Linked DNA regions of Macaca mulatta: region 1 is linked to region 2. Evidence: chromatin contacts called from public Hi-C data. All regions are on one chromosome and are shown on one strand. The core of a region is the stretch at or near the end of the contact, and the rest is flanking DNA. Distances in the headings are between cores, read along the strand shown.

Region 1 (6,719 bases), core at 629-3,128, 84 kb before region 2:
AAGACAGTGTATTAGGATACAGACGAAAATTTGAATATGTATACTTTATCCCACTTTATCCTTTAAATTTTTCTATATTTGTGTTTTTGGTTAATGATACTGTATTAGAAAGTAAAACATAGATTATTTTTAAGTATAAAAATCACGTATATCAGGAGTGTCCTTTTTCTTCCTGATTAAGTGCTTAATCAAAAAAGTTGAGGTCATTGTTTATACAGTAGATACAAATCTGCAATAAGCATATTGTACATAGAAACTGGGTCTCAGTTATGACCAAGGATAGTGCTTTTGGTTAAAATGTTACATGGAAAAGAGATGCAGAAGCTTTGAAAGTAAATTCTATTCTGTGTTAGCTCGGCCTCAGGGAGCTAGCTGACCACCCTCCCCTCAGTTTTCACTAAATGCTTGTTTAGGACTGTATTAGTCTGTTCTTGTATTGCTATAAAGAAATACCTGAATCTGGGTAATTTATAAAGAAAAGAGGTTTAATTGGCTTCTGCTTCTGCCGGCTGTACAGGAAGCATGATGCTGGCATCTGCTCAGTTTCTGGGGTGGCCTCAGGAAACTTACAGTCATGGGGGAAGATGAAGGAGGAGCCAGCCTTTCACATGGCCAGAGCAGGAGCAAGAGAGAGCAAGGGTGGAGGTGCCACACACTTCTAAACCAACAGATCTCGCAAGAGAACTCAGTCCTATTGCAAGGACAGTACCAAGATGTATGGTGCTAAACCATTCTTGAGAAGCAACCCCCATGATCCAGTCACCTCCCACCAGGCCCCACCTCCAATACTGGGGATTGCCATTCAAGATTTGGGTGGGGACGCTGATCCAAACCATATCAGGGACTCACTATTTTTTTTATATATATATATAAAATATATATGTATGTGTATATGTAAAATATATGTATGTATATATGTGTGCATATATATACACATATAAAATATGTTATATATATTATGCATGTTATATATGTCATATATTATATATAATATATGTTATATATGTATGTTCATTTACTCCTCAGAAGGACCCTATGAAATATTACTGTCTCCACTTTAAAGATGAGGGGATAGAGGCAGAAAGGGGTTAACTAACTTGCTGAGATCACACATTTAGAAAGGGCAGCACTGGCATCTGACCTAGTTGTTGAGAATGCAGAAACAATCTGAAAATGAGCTCTTGGAGTACAGACCCCTAGGAAGAGAGGGACGGCCTACATCACCAAATGCCATCCTTTCTGTTTTAAAGCAAGATATAGGAGAGCTATCAGACGTCTTAGATGTACGCCAGGAGGAAGGCGCCCCACTGCAAGAACCAGTATTATCTGAGTGGGCACCTCCTCCCAGCACTGGGTGTAAGTGGCTCAGTGCCATGGAGTTGTTGGGTAATAACGCTAGGACTGGCTTGATGACAGTGACTCACAGTAGAAAAATGTCCTTGCAACAGACCAAAGAACCCACTTTAATTTGCACAGCTTAGAATGGGCCACTGGTTGCCCTGCCAAAGGATCCCTGTACCAGCTGATTTTCATATCCACACACACACACACACACACACACAAAAGCACCTATTTAAATATTGCAAATAATAGTGCATTGCATTTTTATTGTGCTTTATAGTTTACAAAGCACATTACAATGCTACTCTATTATTGTGAGTATGCTCCCACTATGATTTCACTTGCCTTCTCTCTTCTCACCTTTTTCTCATCTGTAGTTTCTTTTTCCTTTTCCTCATCTGTAGTTTCTTTTTCCTTTTCCTCTCAGCATCCCTGCCAACTTTCCCCACACTCCAGCTTTCTTCCTTTCATTTCTTCCTGCTCTTCTCTCTCCCTGCGAGTTGTGGAGGTGGTGCCTTTCCCAAAGTGATCCCTAATTGAGTTTAGTCAGATGTCAGTTAAAGGCAACTGAGGGGAATGAAACAATTCTCCAAGGAACAAAAGAGTTGTAACATGGAGCTCCGGTTGTAAATAGCAGTTGCTATTTAAATCGAGTAAGAAGGATGGATTATTGTGCTTTAAGAGGGGGATGAAATGAATCCTGTATTTAAAGAGAGCCCAGGGAAAAGGGTTTTCTGCGTCTCGCATCCCTGGCATCACTGTGTCTGCAAAACATCTTTCACAAAGTTTTCTTTGCAGTTAGAGAACAGCCTATGAGAGAAATGCTCAAAGAAATACATAAACATGAGTACAAGGAGTGTGCAAACAGGTGTTGCACTGAGAGCAGAACCCAGATGGCGGCCCTTTGTCCTGGTTTCTTTATATAACTCAGCAAGAAGTTGAGGTTTAGAAAAGGCAGGTTTGAGGAAGTGCCGTCTGTAGCCTCTTAACTGTGGACGTCGCTGATGAGAACAGATCAAACTTTAGATGCCTTCCTTAGAAATTTTGTTGTTTTGAAGTCAAACTTCAATCACAATGAACAAATATATTTGCATAAGAAGAGGAGGTGTATAGTACCCTGGCAGGAATTAAGACTAAAACGTGGGAGTAAAGCTGTAGATGCTTCTGTTGCTTTTCAACCAAGAGGCCACAGACACAGGCTGGGAGGCTGAGAGGGCAACCTGCCATTTGGCCAGCGCCACTTTGCGATTGTTAAAAATACTTTATCATAGCTTGAGTACAGATGTGCCTTTTCAACGAAATACATCCTGAGTTATTTTGCAGAGGGTACTCGTTTCATAGGGTGACTGTAACAAACTAACACAAACTGTTACTAGGTGGCTTAAAACAACAGAAATATCTTCTCTCACAGTTTTGGAGGAGGAGTTGGCAGGGTCACGTTCCCTCGGAGACTCCAGACAAATCCCCTCCTTGCCTTCTCCCGGCTTCTCATGGCTCCCAACAATGCCGAGCATCCCTTGGCTTACAGCTGCATTGCTGCAGTCTCTGCCTCTGTCGCTGTGTGGCCCCCATTCTGTGTATATGCCTGTGTCTCCTCTTATAAGTACACCAGTCATATGGGATTAGGGCTCACCTTAATGACTTTATTATAATTTGATTACCTCTGAAAAGACCCAATTTCCAAAAAAGATCACATTCACAGGTACTAGGGGTGAGGACTTAACATATCATTTGGTTGGGGGACACATAGTAATAGAATCTACACAGTTTTTAGTAGAAATGAAAATTAGGGCCAGGTGCGATGGCTCACGCCTGTAATCCTAGCACTTTGGGAAGCTGAAGTGGGTGGATCACCAGAGGTCAGGTGTTCGAGACCAGCCTGGCTAACATAGTGAAACCCCATCTCTACTAAAAATACAAAAATTAGCCGGGCATGGTGGCGCATGCCTGTAATCCCCACTCCTCAGGAGGCTGAGGCAGGAGAATCACTTGAACCTGGGAGGTGGAGGTTGCAGTGAGCTGAGATCTCACCACTGCACTGCAGCTTAGGTGACAGAGCAAGACTCTGTCTCCAAAAAAAAAAAAAAGGAAAAAAAAAAAAATTAGCAGTGACATGGTGACACCACCACCAAAATGGGAAAGAATAGAGTAGATTTCCAGTTCTGATTCTGTGTGCAGCAAACATTTCTGAAGTAGAACCTGAGTTAGCTCAAAAAGGCACCTCAGCTGTGGACTGGGCAGGAAATGGGTGTACAGTTAGTAAAACGCATTATTTTACTTTACTAACATAGTACCAGATATTTAAGGCTAACAAATTCACTTTTGCACAAAAGAGAAAAAGCCTACCAGATTTTTAGTCTTGATTTAGACTTTACCAAACATTTCTAAAGGATAGGAAAAGTCCATATGAAGCTTACCTTGCGTTGCCAGGCACACACCTGGCCTCACTATCTGCTGCAGGTCTGGTTAACTTGTCTCTTGAGGTGATCAGTGAGGATTTTGAACCAATAGTGAATGGAGGGACATTAGTATGTCATGTTAGGAAGTGGCTGAAAAATTCAGGGAAGGTGCTTTCGTAAAGGTTTGTGACACAAACACCTGAAAACTAGTACTGCTGAAACTTTAACCATCCTTATTTAGAACATTTCAGGGACCAAGTGAGCAGCCTTCTAGATCTTTGAAAAAACGTGGATTTAAATGGAATTCCTCTGGGTTGAAACCAGAAGTACAGCTGATTTTGTTTTTATAGTTTGTGGGTGTTTGCCTTTTTCATCCCATCAAGTTTATTTAAAAGGTTGTCTTCTTGAGATCCTCCATTGGAAAGAAAATGCAGGGTTGAAAAATGGAACAATGTGGATGGCAGGTGAGAGAGGGTGCGTGAGGAAGGACCAAGTCAGGGCTCCTCCTCGATGCTGAGGGGCATGAAGAGGGATGGCCTGACCTTGCCCGCCTGCTGCCAGCCACTCCTGAGGTGGCTTTGGGGGCCTACTTAGGTTCTGCCTCAGACACACACAGAATCAGAACTGGAAACCTAGTTTATGTGTTACTAATAAGCCACTCCCAATTCTCTCTCTCTGTTTCTCTCTCTCTCTCTCAGAGACAGGGTCTACTCTGTCACCCAGGCTGAAGTGCAGTGGTGCAATCATAGCTCGCTACAACCTCTACCTCCCAGCTTCAAGCGATCCTTCCACCTCAGCCTCCCGAATAGCTGGGACTACGGGTGTGCACCACCACACCTGGCTAATTTTTTTTTGTTTTTTGTAGAAACAGGATTTCACCATGTTGCCCAGATTGGTCTTGAACTTCTGAGCTCAAGCAATCCACCCACCTCAGCCTCCCAAAGTGTTGGAATTACAGGTGTGAGCCACTGCACCTGGCCCCTATTCTCTTTTATACCAAAGTGACTACAGTTGCCCCTCAGTAGATTGAGAGGTGCTTTCCTGTATGGCCTTTTTCAGAAGCGTTGTAACATCAACTCATGCAGAGCTTAATTTAAAATAGACACTATGCTTTTACTTGTTTCCATCTATGATATTAGACTAATTGAAATGAACTTATAGGTCCTTTAAGGCAAGATATAGAGAAAGCACAAAATGAAATGTCTTATCTCCGAAGAGACTTCTTTTGGCATGTGGTAGTTATTTAACCTGAGAAAATTATACTTTAGTAAAATGCTTTTGGTTTCCTTAAAACTGTTGTTAGGGTTTGAATTGTGTCTGCCCCCTCCCAAATTCATGCCTTAAATTCCTAACCTTCCGTATCTCAGAATGTGACTTTATTTGGAGGTAGGGACTTTATAGAAGGAATCAGGTTAAAGTGAGGTCATCAGAGTGGGCCCTAACCCAATACAACTGATGTCCTTATTAAAAGGGAAATTCGGACACAGATAACACACGGAGGGAAGGTGATGTGAAGAGATGCACAGAGAAGACAGTCATCAGCGAGCCAAGGAGGGAGGCCTAGAACAGGCCCTTCCCTTCCAGCCCTCGGAAGGAACCAGCCCTGCTGACACCATGGTCTTGGACTCCAGCTTCTTGAACTACAAGACAGCGTCTGCTGTTTAGGCTGCCCAGTAAGTGGTGCTTTGGTACCGCAACCCTGGCAGATTCATACGCTATGTTTAGAAAGTGGTGTTTTGTGTTTTTCTAAATAATTAAGGTTCTTAACCCAGCCAGGGACAGTGGCTCACACCTGTAATCCCAGCACCTTGAGAGTGTGAGGCAAGAGGATCGCCTGAGCCCAGGAGTTTGAGACCAGCCTGGACAACATAGGGAGACCCCGTCTCTATAAAAAAATAAATAAATAAATTAGCCAGGCATGATGGCGCACACCTGTAATCCCAGCTACTTGGGAGACTGAGGTGGGAGGATCTCTTGAGCCCAGAAAGTTGAGCCTACGGTGAGCTATGATTGCACCACTGCACTCCAGCCTGGGTGACAGTGAGACCCTGTCTCAAAACAAAACACAACAAAACAAAACAAAAAAACTTAGCCAATGCAACTCTTGTTTCAAAAAGGATTCTTTGAGTTGTTTTATTTTCTTTTCATTGATCCCATCAGTTTTCTGGAGAAAGAAACTGAAAAAGCATTTGTGTCTTATTGGTGTTTGCTTCAGCACTGGATTGGATTGGGAATTTTCAGATTACTTATGAGCTCTTGACACCATGTCCTGTAGATAAACAATTATGAGTTGCCTGTACTCACCTACTACAGGGCAAGGCTGGCTCACCCACAGCGGTTGATGGCTTCATTCGAAGCAGTATAGCAGAGTTACCAAAAGGAGTTATTTGGGGCCAAGTTAGCAGCTTGCAGAAAGAGAATTAAGTCTGAACATGTAACTCTGACAAATAATGAGTCAATAGGTAGATAGATGTGTGGAGAATTTGCAAATGTTAGGAAAGGGATGTTTTCTCAAAGAAACAGAGCTTATGGTAGCATTTGCAGATTCTAGGCAGATGACATAAAAGATTTTGAAAGTTCTTAAGAGAACCACATTTCTTGGAAGAGCAGGAGGCGTGACATGGTGCATTTGGTTCTCTTCCCAGGAGAGCACCCCTTCTTTCCCTGCTCCTGACCCTGTGGGAAAAGAGGGCTATTGGCTCGTTCCCAGCCAGGCTCTGCCGCTCTTTCTCTGTTTTTATTCTCCTGGATCAATCCCTTAATTGTGTTTATCATCATTTCATCCTTGATGTTTCCCTGTGACTCATACTGTCCTCCTCATACTATTTGACAATGTCCCTGCCCCCAAGGATTACTTGATTTGCCATCTGCTCTCCTTTCTACAGCATTTCTCCTGGGAAACAGCTTTACTCACGGGCCTCCATTTCCACCCAGGTGTCGATGACAGCCCTCAGGTCCACATCTCCAGCCAGGACCTTG
Region 2 (6,294 bases), core at 3,628-6,127:
ACTCACTGTGGCTTGAACCTCCTAGGCTCAAGCAGTACTCCTGCCTCACCCTCCCGAGTAGCTGGGACTATAGGTGTGCACCACCACACCTGGCTAATGTTTTGATTTTTTCGTAGAGACAACGTCTCGCTATATTGCCCAGGCTGGTCTCAAATTCCCAGGCCCGAAGGATCCTTTTGCCTCCGCTTCCCAAAATGCTGGGATTACAGGCATGAGCCACTGTGCCTAACCTCAAATATGTGTTTTTAATGATATTTAAGAGCCTCACTTGTATAGCAGCAGCTCTTATGTGTATCTCATGCTGTTAAACCTATAGGAACAGGGACCTGCCAGCCCCTGTGTCACTGAGGCTCTGTTTTGCTGCTTTATCATTCAACAAGCTGGGCTGCACATACACAAACCTGTCTCTGTGGTAAAGAAACAGTTTTGGCCGGCGCGGCGGCTCACGCCTATAATCCTAGCACTTTGGGAGGCCGAGGCGGGCAGATCACTTGAGGTCAGGAGTTTGAGACCAGCCTAGCCAAGATGGTGAAACCTCATCTCTACTAAAAATACAAAAATTAGCTGAGCCTGGTGACGGGTACCTTTAACTCCAGCTAGTCAGGAGGCTGAGGCAGGAGAATCACTTGAACCTGAGAGGTGGAGCTTGCAGTGAGCTGAGATCATGCCACTGGCCACTGCACTCCAACCTGGGCGACAGAGCAAGACTCCATCTCAAAAAAAACAAAACAAAAAAAAAACAAAACCGTCTCGAGGAGGCCAGAGGAGCATGTTTTGTTCCCCCTACCTTTGGAAAGAAAAAAACATTGTACAAGTGGAAAAGCTTCACTAATGCAACATAAAACTTGGCGATTTTCATCACACCGGGTCAACTAATCTCAGACTGTGCTTGAAGCAGTGGAAGCTGATTTCCTTTGCTCGCTTATCACCTGTGCCTCTCAATGGCCTGTCTCTAACAGGAGGCAGAGGCCTCCTTCCAGAGGTCCATGGGTCAGACTTTCACCATACGAGGTGGCGGTGTGGGAGGTGTGATTTGCCCCATAAGATCTCTAAATCCACCACCCATTCTGTAACACTTGATAGTCCTCAGCACTGCATTTTCCAGTTACTCATGTTTAGAGACAAATGTCCCTTTGTCTGTAGTTGCTCTCTGAAGAAATCAAAGAGCAGCTGTTGTCCTGCCTCAGCACCGTGGCATAGGAGGTCCAGAGTTATTATCAAGGATGACAGTGACGCTGTTTCTGCCCTGGTGCCACTTGCCCCTTGGTCCTGCTGCCCTAGCCCTTGTGTCACTTCCTTGTTCTCCTGAACAGTCTTTTTTTTTTTTGAGACAGAGTCTTGCTCTGTCACCCAGGCTGCAGTGCAGTGGCGTGATCCCGGCTCACTGCAACCTCTGCCTCCCAGGTGAAAGCCATTCTCATGCCTCAGCCTCCTGAGTAGCTGGGATTACAGGCCCACACTACCATGCCTATCTAATTTTTGTATTTTTAGTAGAGGCGGTCTTTCACCATGTTGGCCAGGCTGGTCTCGAACTCCTGACCTCAAGTGATCCACCCACCTCGGCCTCCCAAAGTGCTGGGATTACAGGCATGAGCCACCGTGCCCAGCCCTGAACAGTCTTCTTTGTTTTCCTGCCTCTGTACCTTCGTTAATGATGTTTTCTTACCTGCAGTGCCCTCTCCCTTCTCTCAACTCTGAAGTCAGTGGTCCCTAACGATTCTAGTTAAATTCTGCCTCCTTGAATTCTCTCCTGTTCTTCCCAGCCTGGAGTGGAGTCCACTGAGGTCTACTAGAGTTCAAGTTCCATGAGAGCAGAGACTGTCTTTTTTTGTTCACTGCCAAATACTTAGTGCCCAGCACCTAATGGATGCTCAATAAATGTTTATTGAATGAGAGAGATTGCTCCCTCTAATCGTAGCTGGCATCTGACATTCATGATTTCTGTCCATATTCCTTTTTCTATACATGTACATGAGATGATAAGCTTCTTGAGAACAGAAACCATGACTTTGTATCACCTTCTAGCAGAGTCTTGAACATGCTGGGAGCTCAATAAATATCGGTGATTGAACTTACTACATAATCACTCAATAATCCAATCATGTTCTGCAAGCTCAGGGGAAGGGGGAAGCAGGTGGAATGCCTTCCTCCTGCTGTCTTATATAAAGCCACTCTTGAGCAGCATCTTATGCAAACACAAGGCCCCGTTCTCCCCCAACCCAGCACTTGCCCACCTGGGAAGGATATTCTCAAGAGCATGAGGCTATTGACATCACATTCCTTTTCCAAAAATATGCAAAGGACTATAGAATTGTTCAAGAAACAGTGATCCCGTGCTTGGCTACTTAATTCCTGAGTAAGCCACTCTGAAAACTGATTATGATCCTGTTTCAAATGGAGAATTGGGAGAAGGCCAATAAAGGGTATATTATTGTATCTTGTAGGAGGGAAGAATCCGGCAGATATTCACTGAGTTATGGCGCCAGAGCCTTCCTCTCTAATGTTATTGTAAATAATTGTTAGAGTAGAAAGCCAGATCGGCAAAGCAAGACTCCAGCATTGCACTTCCTCTCCACGGAGGTCTTATATAACGAAGCCCTTCATAAACAAACGTTGCAGAAACTTAACATCGGATCTCTCCTATTACAGTTCACACTGTGTAATGTAAAGTGGAATAATCGTTTTACATTCCTTGTAAGTTCTAAGAAGTTCCTTCTGGGGCAGCTGTTTACTAACCCTTTTTTGTTTGTTTAATAAAAGAAAACAAGTTGTGTCCCCTCCTCAGTGCCCCCACTAGAGAGCGAAACACAGTAATTCCGTATAAGTATTTCATTTGTCCCCCTCCAGCTCGCCTGTCTCCTAAGAGTCACGAACTCAAGTGCCTCCCGGGCTAGGCAGGCGATCAGTGAGCTAGTCATGGTTAAGGCCTGCATCTGGTGACACACACGTGCAGAGGGCAGCGTTGTCCAGCCCCAGGTCATTGTGGACAAGAACTGACAAGTGGCCCAGAGTCACTTGTCAGAGCTTTTGATTTTCAGCAGGAAATCCAAACATTTAGGAATATCACCTGAGTTCTAAATGTTAATAGCTAGTTGAAAAAACTTATTATCTATGCAGGCCAAAGAGTGTCTGTCTCAGGTTCATCCTGTGGGATAGCAGTTTGCAAACTTCATGCCATCCGTTCAGTCTTGCCTGCATTTGGGTGCTTGGAAGTCCTCCTCAGGCCTCATTTTTCTTGTGCCTCCTACCTTTTTAGAATGTGCTTCGTTGGTTCCCATCAGGGCAGGGCAGGGGCTGGATGGAGGACCCATTGCTGTGTTGGGTATCAGGCGGTGCTCACCTAAGGCTTGTCGGTAGCACAAGTCTAGAGCTTCTCTGCGTGCTCCCTCCCCTCTTAGAGATGCCCAATGAATATCTGTCACTGCATAATGAAGTACCTCAAAATTCCATGGCTGACACAATAAACATTATCTCACAGTTGCTATGCTCCAGGAATTTGGGAGCAACATGACAGGACACTTCCCACTCAAGTTCTGTCATGAGGTGGCAGTGAGCTCTCAGCCTGGGCTGCCGTCACCCAAGGGCGTGACTGGGGCTGGAGGGTCCTCTTCCTAGGTGGGTCACTGTTGTGGCTGGCAAGCCAGTGCTGGCTGTTGGCCAGAGGCCTGGGTTCCATCCACATGGATCTCTCCACAAGGCCATTGATTGTCCTCTTCCGGAGTAAGTGATTCAAGACAGAGCAAAGCAGAAGCCACACGTTGTCATTTCTACACTGTCTTATTGGTTACACAGGCTTGCCCTTTTCCGTGTGAAAGGGGACCACACCAGGGTGTTGACTTCTAGGAGGACTGGGTCCTCAGGGGCCATCTTAGGGGCTGGCTGTCACAGCTATAATCATAGCCCTCAGTCAGTCCCTTATAACCAAATGGTCCAACCCTGAGAATAGTTTTAAAAAAAAAAAAAAAAACCCAAGGGAATAAAATATATATCATAGTGATTTGCACCTAATATTTAGCCCACTTACTATTGTGTTCCTAAGATCAGCTTCAGAAATTAAATATCCTTTTTTTTTTTTTTTTTTTTGAGATGGAGTCTCACTCTGTCGCCCAGGCTGGAGTGCAATGGCGCGATCTTGGCTCACTGCAATCTCCGCCTCCTGGGTTCAAGCGATTCTCTTGCCTCAGCTTCCTAAGTAGCTGGGATTACAGGTGCATGCCACCACACCCAGCTAATTTTTGTATTTTTAGTAGAGATGGGGTTTCACCATGTTGGCCAGGCTGGTCTCGATCTCCTGACTTCAGGTGATCCACCCACCTTGGCCTCCCAAAGTGCTGGGATTACAGGTGTGAGCCACCATGCCTGGCCTAAATACCGTATTTTTTATATCCCATCTTAGAACTGTCTTCCCTGAATGTGTCTCGAATCACTTTTTAAAAATATATTTTAAAATCGTACCCATACCACCTCTTCAAGCGATAGACTGAGGTGTACCAAACAGAAGAACTCTTGCTTCTCAAGGGAACCCTTTCGCTTGTTGCTTACCCCTGTATGCTTCCAGGGGTATTCCTAGGTATTCCTAGGTCTCTCAGTTGCCCGAGCAACTAAGTCTAACCAACTTCTCTACTAAACCTAATGTTTTGTAAAGATTTGAAAGGAAAAATCATCCTGAACAAAGAGTAGTCCCTGCTTTGGTATACCAGAAGCACTTGTGAAGACAGGTGGCCTCAGAAGTTTTCTGGGACCCTCTGAATTGGTAGGAGAGGGGCACCAGTTAATCAGAGGCACAGACAGGGAGGAGCAGGGTTGCTCCTGTTCCTGCCGCAGTATCCACTTCTGGGACCCACTTTCCAACCCACCTCCCAACTCAAACAGTAGGAGACACACACACACACACGCATACCCTCGGGCTCTACGTCACCTTTGCCTCCTTCAAGACCACCCTTAATATTCATTTTAACCAGATTTCGCCTGAATAAAAACGTGAAGGGGAAGGAAAGGTGCCCAGTGTGTTTTCCCCTAGGAAAATGCTTACTGGTAACGAGTCTTATTTGCTCAATAAACAAAACCTTAGGCTGGGAACTGAAGGTCAGCACGGGCAGCATCCACGGCTGTGCGCCGGGGCTCTGGGGCCCTGTAACATTTGCACGTGTACCTGGGGGAAGGGGTGCTGCATTGGCCCGCCCCCCGCAGCTGCCCGCCGCGGCAGTGGTCACTGAGTCGGGGTGTGGGGAGGTGGAAATGAAATGCATAATTCATAGGCCGCGGTGACGTGCAGTCTGTGGGAGGGGTGGTAATTACAGAACTGAGAAATGAGGCTGCAGTGGACAAGTCACCTCTAGGTTAGAGGCTGCTATGATAGATGGCCTGCATTGTTCTCTTTCTGACCTTTTTCTGAACTTCCCCTTAGAAGAACAGAGGAAATACAGTGCTGCCTTTTCCCATCTTGTTTTTGAATAATACCTTCAGACGCCAGCTTTTAGAGTTTCTGTTCTTCCGTTTGGGGTTTTGTTTCCCGCCCCATGCTTTGCTGCTTTCCATAGAAAAATCGAATCACCAATGACTTTATCCTAGTATTAATGGTAAATACAGACTACACAAATATTTGTCCACACTGAACACAATACATTTGGGGAAAGGAAAAAAACCCCACAGCACCCTTTCCCTCCCTCTGCTCCGCCCTCCACTGCCAAGCAAGACAGTCCCGAGAGCCATCCTCCATAAGGATGCAGATGGGGCTGATAGAAGTGTGGGGGGCGTTGCTCGGTAGGAAAGATGATGGAACCTAAGCCCTGGCTTGCAGAATAAAGTCATTTTAACCAGACGTGAAGGTACAAGCAGGAACGATGCTCACTAATATTTAAGCTATTGATGGACTCCCAGGGGGAAAAGTAATAAGGCTGGGGACTGTGTGCCGTATTCCCTTCATCAGCCTTTCCACTGTGCAACCCGAAAGCTGCGACATCGTTTCCCTCCACACTTCTCTCTGCCGCTATTGATTTCCTGGTCTGAACTGTGACTCCCTAGTGATGGCCTGTAACTTTGGGTTCTGTGATCATGTGAAGTCTATCAACCTCTCTACAGTCAGGGAAACCCAGAAGAGGGAAGAGGGAAGGCTTCCGTTTGATTTTCACACAAGCAAGAATTACTAAAGAGTTAGGCAGAATTGTTCACTCAGCCTCAAAACTGAATCTCAGTTTGAATCTTTGGGGTATGTGGGGTTGTTTTGTTTTTGAAAAATGTACCCTTTTTGAGGCCAAATGAAAAGGAACTAGACAGTTCTGTGTCAGAGCCTTT

What was found. Hi-C and Micro-C count contacts between places; a contact is called where the count stands out from the background.
Region 1: a contact with region 2 is called in a Hi-C map of blood, with 4 times the contacts expected there. The contact joins two enhancer-like sites. A contact is called at or near these places in 2 of 14 Hi-C or Micro-C datasets (blood and liver).

What each region holds. Positions count from the first base shown.
Region 1 is chr3:179,563,765-179,570,483 of T2T-MMU8v2.0, reverse strand. All of the region lies in intron 1 of HIPK2 (homeodomain interacting protein kinase 2), which reads left to right. Among named protein-coding and RNA genes, the nearest start is that of HIPK2, 47 kb to the left of the region's middle. Within about 2 kb of position 1,878, at least 15 of the 40 cell types and tissues checked have an H3K27ac peak or open chromatin away from gene starts, as enhancers often do. A contact at or near this core is called in blood, where this site is marked.
Region 2 is chr3:179,483,449-179,489,742 of T2T-MMU8v2.0, reverse strand. The region is part of intron 2 of HIPK2 (homeodomain interacting protein kinase 2); the gene reads left to right. Among named protein-coding and RNA genes, the nearest start is that of HIPK2, 130 kb to the left of the region's middle. Within about 2 kb of position 4,877, at least 11 of the 40 cell types and tissues checked have an H3K27ac peak or open chromatin away from gene starts, as enhancers often do. A contact at or near this core is called in blood, where this site is marked.